2 separate regions of the Zea mays genome follow, and region 1 is linked to region 2. The links are chromatin contacts, called in public Hi-C maps. All regions are on one chromosome and are shown on one strand. The core of a region is the stretch at or near the end of the contact, and the rest is flanking DNA. Distances in the headings are between cores, read along the strand shown.

Region 1 (5,766 bases), core at 2,092-4,591, 250 kb before region 2:
ACTTAATTAAGACCTGTTGTAGCACTCTCAATGTTGTCAGCTTCTCCAATGCTGAAATGTACTGAGATAACTTGACCTCAGGAACAGAAGAAGCTGATGAAAGCTTCCCTCCAATCTTTGAAATCTTCAAAAGAAGTGGCTGCACTTTTGATGCAAGATCCAGAGGTAGAAACTCATGTTCCAAAAGGTTGTACAAATCTCGCACTTCTTGGGAAGCACATGAAAGGACTCCTTTGGAGGCCTACAAGCCATACAAATAGATAGATATTACAGCTATCTATGATATGACAGCAAGAGAAATGATACTCATTCTATATTGATGGGGCCAGAGAAAAGAGATAACAATGATTTCATAATTCATCTATCCAACTAGGTAAAAGTAGAATCGTGTTAAGTGCTTCTAATAAGCGGTTACTCAAAAAAATGCATGTGATGACAGAGAATACATTCAAAAAATAGATAACATGGCTGCAGGTATAACAGTACAATTCAGCACATACCAACTCTGATAGAAGATATGGTCTTGAAGGCTGCAAAAGGAAAAGCAGAAAGATCAGGGTGGAAACATGCTACTGAACATGCTATTTAATTCACAAACAGTTTGGATAACAAACCATTTCCCTGTTTTCACGCTTGTTATCAAGCGAAAAGTTAACAAGGTTGGACAGACGCATGTTGCGCTCTTTCTCATTCTCTGTCTCAAATGCACCATATTTTTTGTCATAAGGTGACACGGATAGTGCAGCAAGTAAAACAGAAGATGCTATTAACTGTAGATCCTTCTGAGACAAGTTTTTATTGTAGCTCTTCTGCAAGTTGAAAAGCTTGAGCCACGCATACGCATGATATAAGTGGCTGTCCGATATCCAGAAGATCTCAGTCAACTTTGCATAATAGACCACCAAGATAGATGGTTTTGGCATTTTCTTCACCATGGTCATCAAACCATGGATATCTTCCACCGATCGGAAGGCTTCCTGCAATCCAGGGACAATTCAAGGAATGTAGCATTTGTATATGGGTAAAGAATTAATTAAAATACATAAGTAATGGAACAAACCTGCCAAAGGGAGAGTTCTGTAGCAACTTTAAGCTGCTCAACACGTGTATCAAGATACAGTTGTAAACTTTCAGGTGCAGTCAGATCAGGACGATCTCTTTGATCGCGATATTTGTTGAGATTAGCAAGATGATTTCTGATGATCTCACACAACCTACGGAATTCAGTTGTTCTCTTATACTGTTTACAGAATTGAAAAGCCCTATGAGCAGTCATCTGCATATTAGAAAGTTAATCAGTCACAAAATCTACTCATGGTATTTTCTGGAGAAATTGTAGAATGAGAAAATCGGAATGCAAGTTAACAGTAGGCACATGATCGAATAGGAAAGTCAGTAATGACAAGCTGTTTAACCAAAATATCAGCCAGTACATTAAGCTATTGAGTTCACAAGATATATTTTGACAGCTAGATACCATTTATAATAGCAAAAAGGCTGAATTCAGGTAAAAAAATGGTTGAATTGGCACATACATCTGAATAATGGTTGTTAAATGGAGAGGAAAAAAGATGTAAATTCTCAGTAATAAAAACTATGCAAATGGTAATGTGTTGTACCAATACCATGGAAAATTTATGTGCCACATACAAAGTAAATTCAACAGAAGCAAGCAACAAAATGCTCATAAGAGAATAGCTTACAGCATATAACGCTTCAAGCTTTGAATTGTTCCTTAGTATCTCTAGAACAGTCCTGTATGTCTCCCAGAGGAACTTAAACCATGGAGTTACAACCTCTTTATCTGATCGGTCCTTTCCTTTCTCCCCACTGACAAAACTGAGCATGAGGTCCTCGGGACGCTTGTCTGCTTCAAGATCTTCGACATCCAGAGCATCTTCCAGTGCTTCGACCTGACTCTTAGCTTGTTCAGCTTTCTCATTTGAAAGCTGCATGAAGTGCTTTATGACATCCTCCAAGGATGACACGTTTACTTGCTGGCAGACAATCCTATACTGAATAAGACCATCTTTTGCAAATCTGCCTTTCCTCAGGTCAACACAGAGTTCTACATACTTCATCATGATCTTTTCGAGAGGCTTCTGCCATGACCTGTACCTTTTCGAGGTAATGAGATCATGTAAAGCCTGCAGGGCTGACTGCTTTTGACCAACATGGATTAATTCTGAAATAAAAGCAGAGGAAGCGATCAGCATACACATCTTTTATGACAACACACCAATACGAGCAGATTCTTAAGAATTTGCAACCATGTTTTTTAATTGACAGTCACAAGAATCCTCAAATTCCAGCCTTCCTGGTTGTTTTCAGGTAAATTAAACAAATCATTTTTATGTTGCATAAACTTTACAAGGTTCCATTTAGTGGAGTGGGATTTTATCCCTAGATATCATATGCTGGAGGGCTGGACGCTTTTCACAAATTATTAAAGATAGGTGTAGTGGTGTGTTAACTTCGATATACATTGTAGCATTTTTAAGTATTTCTAACTGAATTTTTTGGTTCACCTATGCAAAAACCCAAAAATCACGAATTTCTTTAGGAATTTGATCAAAACTTTGAACTCATCTTGTACCTACTCCTCTATTTCTCTCTATCTTCCCACCAATTGCATGACATAATTCATCAAAACAAAACAAAACAAAAATCTCAATGGGACAAAATACCTCATGTAATGAGAACAGACAACTGGCTAATATTTATTTGTATGCAGGAAGCAAGGTTCACCTAATCAATGTAACAATATCAATGTAGTCAATATTCCAACTTTCAAACTAAACTAACATTTAGAACCAAGCAGTAAATAGATTCGTCAGCAGTAAACATTCCCTATTCAATCAGAGCAAGTAACACACGCATCATCTTCACGCTATGCTAATTCGCAAGGGTCTGACAAATCCCGCATGCAGCAGGCATAGCATCAACAACTACCACCCGCAGATAAAAATCGATCCCAAGTCCCAGCAACTCACCTTCGGCTCTCTTCAGCGCGTTCTCAGGTTTCGCGAAAGTCGCCATCAGCGAGGGTTCTGGGTCGACGATCTACTCCTTCTCCTGCACCACACCAACAGTTAGGGTGGGATCTAGCAAAGGCATGTACACCCGATATTTTTTTGCAAAAAACTTAGAAGCTAACAGGCATCGATCAAACAGCCAAATAGTTTGAGATTAGAGTTTGGGAACTCATTTTGGCAATACCTGATGGGACCTCTTCGCCGGCGAAGAGGTCGGCGAAGGCCCCGGCAGTCGGCGGCAGCCCAACCAGTCGCCGCACTTTTAGAAAGGCAGAGAGAACAGGCACGGCGGCTGACAACGGGAGGAGAGGCGAAGGTTGGGAGTTTAGGGTTAGTTCTCTCCTTTTATATAGGCGGCCTGTGTATAGTTGGGCCTTTAATAGGCCTTCTCCTTCCAAACGGCCGGAGATATCTGCGCAACACAACCATGCTATGACGTCATCATGGATAATTTTCATCCCTTGATCATGGATCCGAGGTTCAGTATGGATTCCCAAAAAAACGGGGTGGAAATTTCTTCCGTGAGATCGGAGTCTTGTGCGTCGCGACGGTGTTGCATAACAAACTGGACTCCGACTCCGACTCCGACTCCGACTCCCCCCTCGTCAACGCCACCACGGCCGCCCGCCTCGCGGACTCGCTCGACCTCGCCAACGCCCTGCCTCTAGGGCCTAGGCTCCCGTGACGAGGCCACGGTGGCTGCGGACAGGATGAAAACGATAACTATTTAGATACCGATTTTGTGTCTTTTACTTTGATCGTAATATGCAATATTATATTCTTGTTTTTAAGCATTAAACATGTAAAAATCCATAAAAGAAAATTCACAAAATTATTATATAATTTCTTAAATGATAGATTTAAAATTCGGTATGAATTCGGATACAAATTTGGTTTTTAAAATTTTTTGTTGTATGGAGCAAATAATGCATACAACAATTTATGCAAAAAAAATATTCTTATTTATAATAATGTGCTTGATAACATAAAAATATCAACATCAAATTTTATACATATCTATTTCAAAATATTAAATTTGTTCTAGCAATTCGGATTATCACTTACATACAGGGGCGGATTTGGGTCTCGGGCCACCTGGGTCATGGCCCGGGTCGTGGCCCAAATATCCATTTATACTTAGGTTTTTTCATCCAAAAAATTCTGGCCCATTTATCCTTCCTCTCCACTTGAAGCCTGGGCATATGGCAACTGCAACCCTGATGGACCTAGCCTCAACCTTGCCATGGCGGCTCGCATTCTGTTGCTTGCTCAAGGACTCGAGGTCGACGGCTGGTCGCCGGTGCCCACTACGACAAGCTCGACGGCCGCTGCACGCCCTCCATGGATCTAGCAACCAGCAAGCTGGGCAGTCAGCGACCTCCTCACCTCCCTGTGGCCCTACGCCCTGCTTCCTGCCTCCCTCCACGGTTCGTAGCGGGCATTTGTTTTCTGCTCCTCGCCGGCGGCTCGGCTCCTCCACGGCGGTCGGCGGCGTCACCAACTCCGGCGTCCACAGGTCAGCCACGGAGCCACCCATTGTTCCATACGGCAGTCTCAGTCCAGAATCACGGTGTCGCGCCGGCTTGCCGGCTTGGCGGCTTCCCCTTCCTGTTCGGCTGTCTTGGTGCAAGAATTAGGACTCTAACTCTGAACTCTCAAAGGTCATCAGTCCACATCAGAGAGCAAACAAGTTGTCCCACTGAGTCAGTGATTTATAAGTATTCTCTGAACTCTGAACTCTCCAAAGTCTTAGACAACATCACCAGGCACTAGCCATTTCATTGTCCCACCGATTCGGTGATTTGTGAGTATTCTCTTCTCCCCTATTCTCCCATTTCCACTATATGTTGGTTATTAAATGTTGCATTATTACTTTGTTATTGTAGATTGACATCAAAACACGAGAATCAAGAGGATAAAAACATTAAGATCATTTTATTGTTGATCAAGTTGTCGTTGATCCTGATCTTCGCATGCCAATTAAGCAAATTGATGCAATGTGTAGGTTTAAATTCACGTGCTGATGTTTGTGAAGCTATTAGAGGCGAGGAAGGACCAAATCATCTTTAATTAGGTAATTTTAACTTTGTATCAAGTTTTTCGTATTTTAAGGTGCTGAATTGAGATAAATATTACTTTATTCTATGTTTATCCTACGCATGATATCTTAAAGAGCTTTTTAAAAGTGGCCCCGGGCGTCAATTTTATAGAGCTCCGCCACTGCTTACATACTTTCATCCCTAGCCGCGGCTTCCGCGCCCGTCGCCGTCACACTCACGACGTCGATCGACTTTTGCTCCGCGTTGCTGTCGCCAACAATCCAACATAGTCGCCAATTCGCCATGCTGTCGAGCGAGACCGAGCGTGAGGACTCCATGGTCTTCGACGTGTCGGCCTCCGGCGACAGGCTCTCCACGAAGGACGAGGTTGACATCGTTGGTAAAGTCATCCTCTGATAGGTCAGCGACGTTGCGTAGCTCGTAGCCCAACCTGAACTACACAAAGGTCATAGCAGCAGCGGCGGCGACGCGATGAGCGCCACGACGAACAGCTTGATAGACCTAATTTGGAACATCGAGAAGGCGCTCCTCCCGGTTAGCGCCATAGGCCTGGGCGAGCTCTATGACCCTATCTGCGCCCTCGCGGAGGCCTGACACCTCTGATTCCAGTTCTAAGTAACAAAGAGTGGGAAGTGTCAGCGGAGCTAAGTAAGGTCAACGAAGGAAGAGTG
Region 2 (6,032 bases), core at 645-3,144:
CGCATGAGCTTTGGTGTGTGACAAGTGGAACGGAACACTCAACACTGCCAAAGTGAGTGACCCTGACCGGCTCCTGTAGTCCCGCTTCCCTAAAACACCAGGCCAAGACGGAAAACTCCCGCGAAGCCGTCCACGTTCACGGTTCATCCCTCTGTCCAGAGCATCATTCCGAATTCCCAACGAATCCGGACACGCCGTGAAGTGAAGCCCCTCGTCGCTTCTCGTAGTCTCGCATCCACCGCTCCACCGTCTCCATCCACGCGCCCGCGCGCGGCCCGGCAACGGGAGCCAAGGAAACCGAAGCCCCGATGGCGAGCTTCTTCCGGGACGCGCGCCTCCCGCAGCAGCGCGTCGTGGAGGGCGTCCCGTTCCCGGCGGTGCTGGTCCCGAGCGCCCCCGCGGGCGGCGGCCTCGACGAGTTCCTGGCGGCCGTGCGCTCCGAGAGGGCGTCCCGGCTGGAGCCGCTGGTGCGGCACGCGGGGGCCCTGCTGCTGCGCGGGTTCCCCGCGACGACGGCCGCGGACTTCGACCGCGCCGTCGACGCCTTCGGGTACGAGGAGCTGCCGTACGTCGGCGGCGCCGCGCCGCGGACCAACGTCGTGGGCCGGGTGTTCACCGCCAACGAGTCGCCGCCCGATCAGAAGATCCCCTTCCACCACGAGATGGCCCAGGTAATCGAGTCTTGAGCCTCCCCTGCACTCTGGCACCATAAGAGCAGCAGCGGGGTAACTGAAATTCAGGAGACAACGCAGTGGCCACGACATGTACATCTGCAACGTGGGCTTGCTTTTTAAGCCTAGTACCCATTTTTCAATTCAAAATTAGATTGATCTTTTTTTTCACGTAGAGCTCAGTTTGATGACCAAGCTACAATACAGCACGCACGCTTTGATTTTTTAGGTTCCAACGTTTCCGTCCAAACTGTTCTTCTTCTGTGAAGTGGAGCCAAAGAGTGGCGGGGAGACACCGATCGTACTGAGCCATTACGTCTACAAGAGGATGCAGGAAGAATTCCCCGAATTCGTGGAGAAACTGGAGAAGGAGGGGCTGGTATATACAAGGGTTCTGGGGGAGGGCGATGACCCGTCTTCGCCAATCGGCCGTGGATGGCAGTCGACATTTCTCACTAAAGATAAAGCCGTTGCTGAGGAAAGGTAGCAGTAGCACCATTGCATTGTATATACCCATCTGAAGAATTGGGGCCTTTGTCACATCTTTATGCATGAACAGGGCCGCCAAGCTCGGGATGAAGCTGGAATGGACCGGCGACGGCGTGAGGACGGTCATGGGGCCCATCCCGGCGGTGAAGTGGGACGAGAGCCGGGGGCGGAAGGTCTGGTTCAACAGCATGGTGGCCGCCTACACGGGGTGGAAGGACGCCCGGAACGACCCGGTGAAGGCGGTGACCTTCGGCGACGGCTCGCCCCTGCCCGCCGACGTCGTCGCCGCGTGCGGCCGGGTCCTGGAGGAGGAGTGCGTGGCCGTGCCGTGGCGGCGCGGCGACATCCTCCTCCTCGACAACTGGGCCGTCCTGCACTCCCGGCGCTCCTTCGAGCCACCGCGCCGCATCCTTGCCTCGCTCTGTAAATGATGTATGTATGTATGTAAGTGCCCCGCCATGGTATGGGTTTTTTACTTGGCAGTGGAACTAATTCTGGATGGGCGCGGATTTGCTGCTCCGACGAGCGATGAACGCCTGAAACTGAGAATAATTTCACACGCTGGAGAGAGCGGTGTTTAGAAATTCCATAGTGAAGAAAACCGTTCACCCGTTATGCCACGTCGCCTTTCCGTCAGATATGCATCGCACGACTGTGAATTTCCTACTGCTCTGATTGACTCTGCTAGACTGCTCTCGCTACTTCTGGAAGGGGGTTCTTTACCTAGCTTTCACCATCGGTGATTTTGCGGACGACGGCCTAGGGTTCCCAAACCACCGACCGATCGACGATGACATCCTTCTCCCCGGCAACATAAGGTATGTGCTTCACTTCGCCTCGCATGTGATTTCTTCCTTCTTTCTTCTACTTTCCATCCTCTCTGGCAACGCTGCATAGCTACCAACACGCGTGTGAAGAGTTCTAGCCTTCTAGGTGCCTTGCTGAAGTTGGAGCTCTATCTGCATTGCATTTCTCCAATTCGCACTGACACCTTCACCTCTTGCGTCCATCCTAGAGATGTTGTGATCGTCAGTTCTGACTTCGTTTGGTTCTCGGATCGTCCTCCCCACACCTCCTCATCCATTCTTCTGCAATACTTCCGTCCAAGTCCCCATCCTTACCTCACGTTGCTCTAATACACCACAGTGATGTGTGACCGACTACATGAGGACCTCCATTAAGGGGCATGGGAAGGAGGGTTGAGTGTTGCGAACACGCGCACAGGTTGTTCGATTGAATGTCCAACTGATTTTTTTTGGGTTAACACGTTTGCAGGCTTCATTGCTGCAACCGCTACTACAACAGTTTTAGATTGTCAAATAAAGTAGACTGATGTGGACCATGTGTTCAAGTTGCTCGATCTAATTCTCCAAACAAATTATTTGCTTGACACTTTTGCATGACTTGCTTCATGCAAACGTTAATGCAACACATTTAGAATGTATTGTTGATTTTTACACCAATCACCTTCCCTATTATATATCCACACATATAAAATGTTGCATATGTATACTAATTGTGCTTTTGTAGCTCACTCATCGACCTCATCAGTGGTGTGATTGATTCACGTTAAAACATCTTCTGCACGGTGGGCTGTTACCTAGAGTACGACCTCTATTAGTAAATTGCATGGTCAAATATATTGCTATTTGTCTTTACAACAAATGAGTTACTTATATGGCCACTCATAGGTTCTTTTCATTTGTCAATATACCAATAATTTATGAGGAGATGTACCCCATCATTTTCAAACTGCAATATTAGTTTTTACACACCAGTGTATTTTGGTTTGCGAAAAAGTGTTCTTTCCGAAACAAAAATTATTGCTTCCACCTAAAACGGCAATTACATGAATATATCTAAGCTAATAATCCACTATGCTTATTTGTGATAACCACGAGTTCAAATACATGAATGTTGAATAATCATGAGTTCACATACATGAATATTAAAAATAGCAGCCCATATTTTTTGAGTCGTAGACTAAATTTAACCTCATGTGTTACTTTTATATGAACTATACATGACGCTGCTGCTATGTCGACCATTGGACCTTAAATATTGTGTGTAAAAAATATAGTTTTGAATATTGTGCGTTTACATACAACCTACGCTATTGTCGGTACCCTGAAACAGGGGTACCCCTTACTACAGTATGAAGACGCGGTGCCTGCGCGGCTATCTCTAGTCGCGTGGTGAACAGCACCCGACCCCACCACGTGGACGGCTCTGGGGCCGCCACATGGCCAGGGAAGACAATATCCTCCAAGGTATCAACAGTGGGTCCGGACCCCCATGGGGAAGTGTCGGACCCCTGCATATACGGACCGGACCTCAGGGCAGGGTCCAGGACCTCCACCGGTACAAACCGGACCCCTAGGACGGGTCCCGGACCCTTCCGTGTGGGGTCCGGGCCACTCACAGCAGGGCCCCGTGATTCTGAGACAAAGAATACCTAGGCCTTAATCAAGGTCAGGCGGGGGTCCGGAGCTGACACGTGTCCGGACCATACCACACACGCCTCTGCTCCCCGCTCAGGCGGAGCCCCGATGCTGCCACATGGCCTACTGCCCGTAAGCCAGCGAGCGGAGCCTGACGTAAGGCCTCTAGGCCGCGCGGTCTCTGCATTTATTGCGGATAAGGCGCGCCGCCTGTCCATTCCACTGGCAGGTGATGTGCCGCCTCGACATTTAATGAGCCCTGTCCACTCCACTAACAGGCGATGTGCCGCCTCAATATTTAATGTGCCATGTCCAGTCCGCTGACGGGCGGCGACCAGGCCATCCTGCAGGCGGCGTGCCTGTCCATTCTGTTGACAGGCAGTACGCCCGTGCTACGGCGTACACTATGCTCATCATCACTCGCGCGTTACCGAGGAAGCAGCGCAGGATATCAATACTATATGCACTACGGATATTATGGAGCTCGGACATCGCCCAGGCGTTACAGCATTAGTTACTTCCCTCCATTTTGCCTCTGGGCCCACATGTCGGGGCTCAGTATCCTTGTACGTGCCCCCTTGAGTTATAAAAGGGAGGGCACACGACGTTACAAGGCAGGCCCAACTTAGACGCTCAAGCTCTCAAGCTCAATACAACACACAGTGGAGTAGGGTATTACGCTCTGGCGGCCCGAACCACTCTAAACCTTGTGTGTTCTTGTGATCTTCCCGATTCCATCTAGCAGGCAAAATGTTTACGCCCCTCCTCATCTTAGGATTTAGGGCGGGTGCGTTCCGCCACCCGGCCAGAGAATTTCCTCTCCGACATTTGGCGCGCTCGTCACCTTCCTCCAGGCAAATGCCGACGTGTTCGCATGGGAGCCGTCGCAGATGCCTGGGATCTCCAGGGAGGTGATCGAGCACCACCTGAAGATCAACCCTAACGCCAGGCCGGTGAATCAGAAGCCTCGCAGACAGTCCGTCGAGCGGTAGGACTTCATCCGAGAGGAGGTCCGGAAGCTGCTAGACGCCGACTTCATCGAAGAGGTTCATCACCCCCAGTATGGCTGGCTAACCCAGTCATTGTCCCCAAGGCAAATGGGAAGCTTCGAATGTGCATCGACCACACCAGCCTTAACAAGGCTTGTTCCAAGGACCCATATCCACTTCCGCGAATAGATCAAATCGTGGATTCCACCTCCGGGTGCGACCTTTTGTCTTTCTTAGATGCTTATTCTGGTTTCCATCAAATCCAGATGTCTAGGGAAGATAGGAAGCATACCGCTTTTGTAACAGTGGATGGGCTTTACTGCTATGTCGTAATGCCTTACGGTCTGAAAAACGCCTTGCCAACATTTGCGCCGCCGACCCCTCCGACTCCGAGCTCGTCCCCCGCCGTCGCTCGCGTGTCGCGGATTTGTGGTGTCGGGTGATCGGGTCGGCCTCCTCCTCCTGACATCTTCCATCGACCGCCTCTGAACTGCGTCATCCGCAAGCGGCAGGTAGCACTATCACTCTAGCAGCTAGCCCGCAGGGCCTTCCATGTTTCTGAGACCGAGATTAATGTCTGACTTGTTGTGGTGAAATGTCTGAGTAGTTGATGTCGTTCTGAGATTTGTTATCTGAGCATTTTGTATTTCTGTGGAAACTATAGAAAATGCAACTGTCTCACTACACTGCTATACATGAATTGATGTTGTTCGATCCAAACAGATGCCTAATGTGGTCAGCACAATGTTTAAGTTTGTAAGATGGATGGCTAGTTGGCTAGCAGCTGGGTATGTCCTATTCTCTTCCTTTTCTTCTGCGCGCAAGCGCCCAAACCCTAATGTAAGATTCAGATTTGATATAATTACACTTGTATAATGCCTAAATTCGTTTTTTGCAATAATTATCCAATGTACATGTTTACACCCATGTAGTGTACTGGGTTGGTCCTGCACGCTTAAGATCGATCTTGGTTGACTCGATAGGACTTGTTGTCTAGGTGCTTATGTCTCTTCTCCCCTCCCTCGCAAAAATTGTGCGTTTAGTGGAAACTCCCTTGCTGATTTCTCTGTTTCTTGGAATGTAGTATTAGCTTGTGAATTGAGTGTAAAAGCAACTCCAAGGGACCAGCGAGATCCTTTTGTAAAGATAAATTTGGCTATTATTAGAAGGAAAATGTCTCCAATAGACTGTAAATGGCTCTTCAAATTTAGTAGCTCTCCATCTCTACACCTTTATGCTCTCTATTATTAGATAGCCTGTTTCACGCGCCATACAAAGTTCTGAATTTCTAGAGTCGATTGGACTAGTATACTCTTTTTTTTTGTGAAATCTATTTTAGAGAGTAGTTAAATCAGTAAAATTGGTCAATGTTTTTGGCTAATCTTTTAGAGTTGCTCTGAGCAGTACTATTTTTTAGTTGACTCTGTTTCCTTTTTCTTCTT

The links. Hi-C and Micro-C count contacts between places; a contact is called where the count stands out from the background.
Region 1: a contact with region 2 is called in a Hi-C map of leaf, with 3 times the contacts expected there. The contact joins the promoter of LOC542747 here to the promoter of LOC100500956 in region 2. A contact is called at or near these places in 5 of 25 Hi-C or Micro-C datasets (bundle sheath, ear, leaf and 1 more).

Annotation. Positions count from the first base shown.
Region 1 is chr3:7,313,247-7,319,012 of Zm-B73-REFERENCE-NAM-5.0, reverse strand. It overlaps LOC542747 (eukaryotic initiation factor 3), which reads right to left and starts at 3,341. Exons shown (of 14, transcript NM_001112256.2): 1 at 3,220-3,341; 2 at 2,994-3,075; 3 at 1,704-2,185; 4 at 1,061-1,276; 5 at 615-977; 6 at 501-530; 7 at 14-241. The coding sequence starts at 3,039.
Region 2 is chr3:7,063,005-7,069,036 of Zm-B73-REFERENCE-NAM-5.0, reverse strand. LOC100500956 reads left to right here and starts at 1,894. Exons shown (of 5, transcript NM_001322363.1): 1 at 1,894-1,978. It overlaps LOC100272718, which reads left to right and starts at 134. Exons shown (of 3, transcript NM_001360105.1): 1 at 134-671; 2 at 901-1,154; 3 at 1,231-1,775. The coding sequence starts at 309. The coding sequence ends at 1,591.